Regions from separate parts of the Mus musculus genome. Here region 1 is linked to region 2. A link is a contact called in public ChIA-PET data. All regions are on one chromosome and are shown on one strand. The core of a region is the stretch at or near the end of the contact, and the rest is flanking DNA. Distances in the headings are between cores, read along the strand shown.

What was found. ChIA-PET counts read pairs in DNA pulled down with a chosen protein or histone mark.
Region 1: an RNA polymerase II ChIA-PET map of memory CD8 T cells shows a contact between it and region 2, with 436 read pairs. The contact joins two enhancer-like sites. A contact is called at or near these places in 3 of 39 promoter capture datasets (the C10 cell line, hippocampal neurons and liver), 1 of 15 datasets of contacts at CTCF or cohesin (pro-B cells), 31 of 484 Hi-C or Micro-C datasets (B cells, CD4 T cells, CD8 T cells and 16 more), 7 of 115 datasets of contacts at active chromatin or transcription factors (CD8 T cells, effector CD8 T cells, embryonic stem cells and 3 more) and 2 of 9 other capture datasets (adipose tissue and pancreatic islet).

What each region holds. Positions count from the first base shown.
Region 1 is chr5:140,946,274-140,951,052 of GRCm38.p6, forward strand. The region is part of intron 1 of Card11 (caspase recruitment domain family, member 11); the gene reads right to left. Among named protein-coding and RNA genes, the nearest start is that of Card11, 52 kb to the right of the region's middle. Within about 2 kb of position 1,953, at least 90 of the 459 cell types and tissues checked have an H3K27ac peak or open chromatin away from gene starts, as enhancers often do. A contact at or near this core is called in CD8 T cells, Th17 cells, bone marrow-derived macrophages and 5 more, where this site is marked.
Region 2 is chr5:140,870,330-140,875,241 of GRCm38.p6, forward strand. Card11 (caspase recruitment domain family, member 11) reads right to left here. Exons shown (of 25, transcript NM_175362.2): 24 at 4,012-4,127; 25 at 2,670-3,200. The coding sequence ends at 2,996. The region is part of intron 3 of Gm30804 (a long non-coding RNA gene); the gene reads left to right. Among named protein-coding and RNA genes, the nearest start is that of Gm52831, 20 kb to the left of the region's middle. Within about 2 kb of position 2,427, at least 97 of the 459 cell types and tissues checked have an H3K27ac peak or open chromatin away from gene starts, as enhancers often do. A contact at or near this core is called in CD8 T cells, Th17 cells, bone marrow-derived macrophages and 5 more, where this site is marked.

The sequences.
Region 1 (4,779 bases), core at 703-3,202, 75 kb after region 2:
AGCCTCCAACTTCCCCACGTTCTGTTTGAGGCCTTCCTCTCTATCTAGGCTGGCCTGGAACTCACAAGTCACGCAGACGGTCTCTAACGCATGATCTTCCTGTTTCAACCTCCCAAGTTCTGGGACTACACTTAAGGAGTTTAATTCTCAACCCATTGAAATGAATTTAATCCTATAAGAGCCAGCTGTGTGTGGTCGCTTGTCTCTGAACAAACAGCTCATGGGGCTTCTAAAGTCTCTCTCACTTTTTCTTTTATGCATAAGTGTGGCACGCACATGTGTGGGTGCACCCATGTGTGAAGGTTTACAGGTAATGTGTCTATGTGTGTATGTGTTTAAGTATATGTGTATTTGTGTGTTTATGTGTATGTGTGTGTTTGTGTGTATGTGTGTATGTATGTATGTATATGTATGTATGTATGTGTATTTGTGTGTTTATGTGTGTGTTTGTGTGTATGTGTATGTGTGTGTTTGTGTGTGTATGTGTGTTTGTGTGTATGTGTGTATGTATGTATGTATGTATGTATGTATGTATGTGTGTATTTGTGTGTTTATGTGTGTGTGTGTGTGTTGTGTGTGAAAGTTGAAGGATAACCTCAGTGTCACTGACATACTGCAGGTGTCTTCCTTTGAGACAGGGTCTCTTATTGTTCTGGATTTCACCAAGGAAGCATGCTACTTGGTCATTAAGTCCCAGGGATCCTCCTGCCTCAGCCTCTCATCTTGTCTGACGTTCCTTTTCAAAGCGAATCTTGGGATCGAGGTTGGGTCCTCATCCTTAAAAGACAAATGCTTTGCCTTCTCAGTCACCTCCTCTGCCCCTTCCAAGCCTTTTCAAGGTGCATTTCCCAAGACATCTCATAGACTTCCAGTCTAGAGTCAAACATTCTGGTGACCTTCAGTGGCTTCTAAGGGGAGGCCATCTTTGGGGTCCCCAGGTTTGTTCAAGGCTTCTGGGAGAAGTGGCTCACCCTGCACATGCCTGATATGACTCTCAAGTGCAGGTTTCCCAGGGTAGCCTGGGGCATTTTGCTGGACAGCACCCCACTCCTCTCCTCATGTGCACACGCATAAGCAACCCCATGGGAACCAGCTGACAGCACTGGGGGTGGCGGGAAAGAATCCTTCCCCAGCAGAGAGGGTCGCCTTTCTGCGGGGCCACAGGCTGAAAGCAGACATGACATACTTCATCTAGCTCCCCCCAGAGAAGGCTGCGAACATCTCCAGCTTTCCAGAAAACACACTTCAAGCACTAACCCCACTCCTCAACTGTGACAGTGTGCTCAGTTAGAAGAAACAAGGAACCCACGTGTGACAACAGAAGAAACAGGTACATATTGCTCCCATGGAACCTCGGGGTTCGTGGAGAGCCTTCCATGGGCCAGTTCTGGGCTCTGCACAAGCCCAGCCTAGTGTGATGTAGGGTCCCTTGCAGCCCAGAATACACATCCAGTTTAGGAGATGACAAAGTAAGGGATGCCTGTCATCCCAATACTGGGGCAGGAAGAGGCAGGAGGATTTCTGGTCATCTTGGGCCACACAGAGTCCCTATCATAAAAGCCTTAGGGCTAGGGATGTGTGTAGCTCAGTGGTAGACAGCTTGCCTGGACACATAAAAGACCCTAGGCTTCATCCCAAGCACCAAGGTAAAAAGCGTGAAGGGACATGTTTGAAGGCCCCGAGCACACCCACACAGACAAGAGCAGAAGGACCAGGTGTGGAGAGTATTCACACCAGCAGGCCCGGGACACAGACAGCTTCGGCAGCTCTGCTTATGCAGGCCACAGAGGGATTGTGGGAGGTGTACTCATGGGCTTCTACACCAGCCGTATCCTGGGCTTGGCAGGGGCATCTGTCCAGGAGTCTCTCAAATTCCCTGTCCTCTGCTGTGGGGAGCAAGGCACCCGGAAAGTGCTGACGCTGGCAGGCTGCCACAGCCTCCCCCGGAAGCCCACATGGGTGCCGCACTCTGAGGAGGCTACAACTATTTTTAGCAGGTGCAGAGGGAGGCGGTGGTGGGCTGCACACTTCTCCTTTTGCTTTATTCTGAGCAGAACCTGAAGACGGATGTGGTGGTACACATTGTCATCCTAGCTGCTAAGAAGCTAAGGCATGAGGATGGCAAGCGTGAGGCTAGCCTGGGCTATAGTATGAGAATCTGTCCCCACAACAGAAAGAGACAAAACTAAGCCAGGCACTTGGCAGGCAGGCGCTTATAATCCTAGTGCTGGAGCTGAGGGTGGGGCTGGGGGCGGGACACATCCTCATACTTCACTGGCTAGACAGCCCAGCTAACCAGTGACCTCCAAGGTCAGCAGAGGGCTGGGGAGAGGGCTTAGCAAGTAAAGATGCTGGGCACACAAGCCAGAGGACCTGAGTTTGATCACTAGCACCAACACACATGGAAGGAGAGAACACCGAGTGGTCCTCGGACCTCCACAGGAGGACTGTGACACAAGTCCACATACATTATGCAACAGATACACACACACACACACACACACACACACACACACACACACACACACACACATCATAACACACATCACAGACACACACATCATACACACATCATACACACATCATAGACACTTCACAGACACAGATCACACATCATACACACACATTACAGACAGATACATCATACACATACAATTACAGACATACAGACATATACATCACACACACATCATACACACATATCATACACACACATCATACACACACATCAAGACACACACATCATACTCACACATCATACACACACATATCAGACACACACATAACACACACACACATCATACACACACATCACAGACACACACATCCCATTACATATCACATACACATTATATACACAGCACAGAAACACATATCATAACACACATCACAGAAACATAGACATACACACACATTGCATCGAATATCAACACACACAGATATACATCATACACACACATCACAGCCACACAGCCACACACACACACCAAAAGAAAAAAGAACACAGAGTAGGAATGATCTATGGAGATGCTTGACATTAGCCTCAGCTCTTGACACCCACACACCGCACACACTTGCTTACATACCAGTGTGCATGTAGAAATTAACATGCACACACACACATGTGCTACATACACATTGCACACATGGTTTTAAAAAGTAATAAAAAGGAAGAAAAACACAGTAAACCCCCAAACACCAGCTGCTTAAGATTGCCTACGTGGAGTCTGTGGGTGATTTGAGCTCCTGGGTAAGAACAAGGCTCAGACCAGCGCACAGAGACCTGGGGTGCAGAGCGCAGAGAGCCAGGGTGCAGGAGCCATGGGTGGCAGAAGGGGTGCCCAGGAGCCTCTCTTCCCCAGCATCCTTGATGGCACCCCCCTGTGCAACTGGCTCCTGCTGCCATGCCAGATCCTCACCCAGGAGATCAAGAGCTCCACCTGGGAGGTAACGGGGGCCTGGCATTCCAGAAAAAAAGCATCTGTCTGCAGGTACATGAGGTAGTCTGTTCTTGTCTCTTGACTTTGCTGTTAGTGAACACAGAGCCCCAGTATGATCCCTACCACATCCTAGCACTCACTGGGTAGGCATCGTAGGTTGCTCCTCTCTGTTACCAAGCAGTGGCTTGCTCAGGTTACTCATTGGTTCTCCTGCCAGTGGGCATTTGGGGTTACTGTTGGACTGGAAAACTCTTACGTGAGTCTTCAAGTAAACCGGTGTCATTTCCAGTGGGCATGTCAATCACAGAATGGATGTTGGCTAACTTTAGAGCATCTTTGTTGCTTGGAGTGTCAGGTTCTGGAAACTCAGGCCTTCCCTGAATGGGTGGTAACACGGGGATCTTGATCCTGTAGGGCCTCACTTCCCACTTGCTCTCAACCTTTCCCTCCATACAGACCTCTCATTTGGGGGTTGTGAGTTGAATGTGAAATGTCCCCCACAGGACTGTATGTTTTTGTACTTTATCCCCAGGTGGTGGCGCTATTGTGGAGCCTTTAGGAAGTAAAGCTTTGCTGGAGAAAGTGAGCCACTGAGGCTGGGCTTTGAGATTTTAAAGCCTCACCCCATTCCCTCTTCATTTCTGACTGTCTGCAAAGATCAGCCCCTTCATCCCTGCTACCGTGTCTTCTTCACCCTGTCTTCCTTGCCATGATGCACTGTATCCCATCAAACTGTAAGCCTAAATAAACCTTCCCTACTATGTTTCTCCTTTGCAGGTAGTTTGGTGATAGTGAAGAGAAAAGTAACAGACATTGGATGGTGTCTTTTCCTAAATTAATGCCCACATAGAATATAACCTCATTTGGCAATGAGTGCTTTGCAGACATTATTATGATGAAGTCACACTGGACCTACAACCAGTGACTGTTAGAATAGGAAATGACACAGATCCAGAGAAGGGAAATGAAGACAGGGGCAGAGACCGATCAGGAGCCATCACCAGATGGAAGTGGGAGCTGGGGATCTGACAGAGTGCAGAAGAGCATTTTAGGACCTCAGCCTGGATTCTCAGAACTCACACAAACCCAGGCATGGTTGTTTGTGCTTGTGACCCCAGGAGTAGTGAGGAGTGGAAACAGGAGGATTGCTGGGGATTGCTGGTTGCTAGCTCAGCTCCAGGTTCAGTGACATGACCCTGTTCATCAGAGCAAGGTGGACAGTGATAGAGCAGGTATCCTCTATCACATGACATCCTCTGACTTCTGTGCACACATACATGCATATATATATATATATATATATATATATATATATATATATATATACACACACACACAC
Region 2 (4,912 bases), core at 1,177-3,676:
CCAAACATGCCCAGGGCCAGGGTCCCTTTGTAAGATAGCAGAAAGGATCCTGGCCCTGACTCTTTAGTTTTAGTCTAGCTGCAAGTCTCAGGTTGCCAGCAACAGGTCCTAGAGTGTTGCTTGGAAGGTTTGCAAACACCAGACGTTGGCCTTTTTCTCTGAGTGGGTTAGGCATGTTGGTCTGATCTTGGGTGCACTGACCCTGCACCCTGGCCTTGTAGAATTTGGCCACTTGATACATGCTCCTGTGTTTGCAGGGAGGACGGGTAGAGATTCAGGAGGAGTCTCCCCTGCAGTGCGAATAGTGGAGCCACAGGCAGGGTCAGCAGTGAGGCCCTGAGAATAAAGTCTCAGTGAGATGATCTAGCAGACAAAGTCGCTGGCCATCAAGCCTGACAGACATGATTTTGGTCCCTGAGAACTACATGGTGGAAAGAGAGAAGAGAGACTTTTGCAATCCGTCCTCTTGTCTCCAAGCACGCGCCATCACTCACACACACACACACACACACACACACACACACACACACACACACACACATTTTGACTGGCTTTCATGGCTCCGATTCCCAGAGATTCATTACTCAAAATTGGGTTGGTAGGTGGCTCACTTGGTAAAGTACTTGCATGACAAGCTTGGGGACCTGAGTTCAATCCCCAGAATCCACATCAACAAACCAGGGATGGTATCTTGGGCTCTCCATCCCAGGGATCCTTGGGGCTCACTAGGCAGCATGTATTCTGCCACTCCGTTTTGTCATTTCTCCTTTCTCTTATCTTCCCTCCTCCTCTCCCTCCTCTCCTTCCTCCTCCTTCAGATGTAAACCTATAGGTGAATGCAATTTTTCCAGTCTGCCCACCCCCACCCCCACCTCTCCCTCCTCCCATCACCGCCCATCAGACAGGCAGGGGAGAAGCTCAGAATGGAACCTGAACTTGACACATTGTTACAAAAACAAATTCCCACAGGGGTGGGGGTGGGGGAGGGTCACTTCCAGCCACCCAGCTAGCGTGGAAACTTTCAATATGATTTTGAACTAGGCACCCAGTGGCTTCAAAGCAGCCCCGGGGTTGAGGCGGGGCACCAGCACCTCCATCCTCACTCATGACTTTCATGTCCAAACAACACAGAAAACACCCCTTTTTTCTCCTGCCTCCCCACACGCCCTTTCCTGTGCAGCTTTGGGTTCTGCCCACATGGGAGCGTTCCTTCCAGAGAGGCCCTGGGTGAGAGCCCTCTGTTGGGGAGGGCTGGCAAGCCTGTGGTAGTCCTCTGGGGAGGACGAGGTCCAGGAGCCTGAGAACTTGAGGCTGTGTTGACTTAAGATCAGTGTAGAGAGAGTGGGGTGTTAGGGGGAACCTCCTTCCATCTTTCTCTGCCGTCCACCCTTGCGGCTCTGGGCCTGCCTCTCAGTCTTGCAGACTAGAGCTTGGCCATCCCTGGGGGGAGCATCTTAGACACTCATTCCTTCCCAGATCTTCACGCTGCATCCCTCCCCCCAAACTCTATGCAAGTCCGTTTGGCTTTTCAGGCCAGCCAGCCCGAGGCTTCCGAACTTAAATAAATAAATAGAAATAAATCAGTAGACTTTCTATCCGAGGCTCCTTTCTGGTCACGTCTGTCCCCTTGGCGAGACTTCTAAGTGGAAGTGAGACGGCCTCTGCTTGAAGGAAATTTACCATCACTTCAGGCATTATAGAGGTGGAGCGTTGGCCCTGCAGCCCCTCCGCTCCTCACCAGGCGCTTTATCGCGACTTAAATGGCTGCAGCTGGACCTTGGCAGCCCCAGAGCAGTTAACTTGTTTCTATGGTCTGTTGGGGGGTGGGGGGGAGATGCCATGCTTGTTGGCTGCTAGGAGTGTTGATTTGAAAGGTGCCTGGGTCCTTGGCAGACTAGGGATGGGCCATGAGGCAGAAAGGAGAGAAGCAGTGGCCTCCGGGTCCCCCGGCTACCCACTCTCAGCTTCCTATGTTGCACTTTTGGTATCTTTTTAAAATGACGAAACTGCTACAGGCTGCACTATGCTGTTTTCTGTTTTTGTTTTTTTGTTGTGTGTGTGTTGTTTTAATGAGAACAAAGATGGGACAATTGGTGCCTTGATAAGGTGACAAAGCCATGAAGATTCAACCTGTGATATTTGTCATAATGTAGCCACAGAAGCCTTACGTTTTCAACCCGGGTCGGAGAGGCCCCACTGTGCCTTGGGGCAGAGTTCTCTGCAGAGGCTGGTAGCTGGTCAGAGTGCTCAGGGTAAGTGGCCAAGAGGGCTCAGCTGTAGATGGAGCATCTGTCTCAACCCCCTCCCCCCCCCACCAAGAGTGTGTGTGGAGAGATTGCAAAAGTCTGAGGATAGCAGGGAGAGCGGTGAAATGCTGTCCTCCGTACAGGCAGGGCGTTGCGCTCACCAGCCCAGAGGCTGTGGTTTTCTGTACAGGATCAAACCAGTAAACACTCTTTACAGGGCTTGCAGGGGTAGGCGTGGCTCCCGAGGCCCCACCTCCAGCGGAGAAACTCTACAGTTAGCATCTGGTAAGGGTCGAAAGGGTCTCATTTCACCTCCCTTCAGAGCATACGTTTGCGTGGGAAAGCTTAGCCCATTCCCACCTTGACTGTGCTTGATGGAAACACCTGCTAGTGAGACTGTGGGATAAGAACCTCTGCAAAGGAGAACTGGAGGAATTTTAATGCAAGAAAAAGAACGGCATAGGAGGAGTCCTGTCTCCCCAGCCTGGGACGCATGTTTCGTGCTTCTTCTTGGGCTGGCAGCCACTGTGGCTGCTGGAGGCCTGCAGGCAGTTTACCCGTCCCTGTCCCGTGAGTTTACATTCAACTGCTGCTCTGGTTGCTGGCCTTGGGCCCCAGGCTCTGGGGTTGCTCATCTCTGTTCACGCCAGCAGAGCCTGACCTTCCACCAGGCGTCTGGTGTCTGGTAACTTTGTTGCTAGGGGCTCAGGACCCCGGTGTGTCTGTGTGTAGGTCAGACCCAGACAAGCTCACAGCTGGTCCTCGTCCACCCAGATGGTCTTGCGCTGCTCCTCTACAATCTTGTCTTTGAGGACTCGCAGCAGCTCCTCCACGCTGCTCCACATCTCAGCTTCCACGGTGGCGTAGAGGCAGGGCAGCGCCTCCAGCTCCTTCTCTTTGAGCCTGCACACTCGCAGGAATTCCTCTTCCGTCTCTGGCCGCGGCAGCAGCTTCCTGGGGGTGGAGAGGTGGGCAGGGAGAGACAGCAGGCAGGGGAAGACATGGGGAGGCTGCAGGGCTCGATGCTCACAGTGTGAGCTAGAAGCCTGGGTTGTACAGTTGCCTGTGGGGGTCAAGGACCACACATGACGGGGACCTGCTGCCTTCACCTCCCTAGTGCTGGGATTATAGCCGTGAGTGTACTCACTAATATGTGAATTCAAAGCTAGCCTGGGCTACATGGTGAGAACCTTTCATTCCAGAATCAGGACATCGTCCCAAATGGAAACTCTGTCCCCATTAAACACAAACTCCACTCTCTCCCCCTGTGTTTCATCTTGGCTCCTATCACTGCTTCCTGTCTCTATGAGTCTGATACTTAAGGGATTTCCCGTAAGTGGAACCCTATGTTGCCTGTCTTCCTGGTTGATTTTTTACAGCATCCTATCCTTGAGAGCCACCCCTATCCTGGCAGGTGTTAGAATACTCTCCCTTTTCAGGGTTGGATACTATTCCACCAGGCTAACCTCAAACTTGTGGTCCTCCTGAGTGTCTGGAATATAGGCTCGTGCCACCACATCTGGCCACTTCCCTCTTTGAATTTGGGCTTCTTACATTCTTGGGCTCGACCCAAGTATCTCAGTGACAGGAAGTTGACAGACCATCTCTCACCAGCCACATTCACCCCATGTGTCTTACATATGTGTACTGGCATTTGCCCGGCTGCACTCAGGGTTAGTGTCACACGTCCCAGCATCCAGAGTTTTTGGAAGGGCTGAGTAAGGGTGGTGTGTGTGTGGCAGGTGTGAGGACTGGGTGTCCTTACCTGAACCGTTTGATGTTCTTCTCGCTCACCCGGATGAGCAGCACTATGGGGTACACCTTGCACTTGATCAGGTCGCGCACACAGCCGATCCCAGCCTCCAGCAGGCAGTGTTTGTTCTGCAAGTATAACAGCCACCATCAGCAGTGGTGCCCACCCAGCTGTCCTTGTGGGTGCCAGGCTGTGCTAGGGAACTTCAAAAGTTGGCCTCGGTGAGGTCGTAGCCCCACACCTGAGTACTACTTGCTCAGCCCCGCTGAGCACAGTGACACCGGCTATTGAGGTTGAATCCAAGGGGGGCTTGCAATGGACACTCACCCCCTCCAGCCTTCCATGGAATTCCTGGTAATGGGTAAGAGAACAGAAAATGCCAGGAAGGGAGGTTGGCTCAGGGGTCCTTGGGGCTACCTGCTTAACCAGGAGCTTGTTAGTTGTGGGAAAGGACATTCCCATGTGGCTGAAGGCATCACTTAAGGAAAAAAACCCACCAAACTTACATCAAAGAGAAAAAACATGCACAATTGCTACCCTAGCCCTAGAGAGACTGAGGCTGGAAGACTGAGAGCTTCAGGTCAGCCTGGGCTACCTAGTAAGAGTCACAAATTAAGAAGAAAGGAAGGAAGGAAGGAAGGAAGGAAGGAAGGAAGGAAGGAAGGAAGGAAACAATATAAGTAGGCAGGTGTGTGGTACACACCTGTGATCCTAGCACCTGGGCGGCAGAGACAGGAAGTTAGCAATTGGAGGGCAGCCTGGACGACATAGCTAGTTCCAGGTTAGCCTGGTTCACATAGTGAGAGCTTATTTAAAAACCAAGCAAAGGCTGGAGAGATGGCTCAGTGGCTAAGTATACTTGCTGCTCTTGGGGAAGATCTGAGTTCAGATCCCAGCACCCATGTGGCAGCTC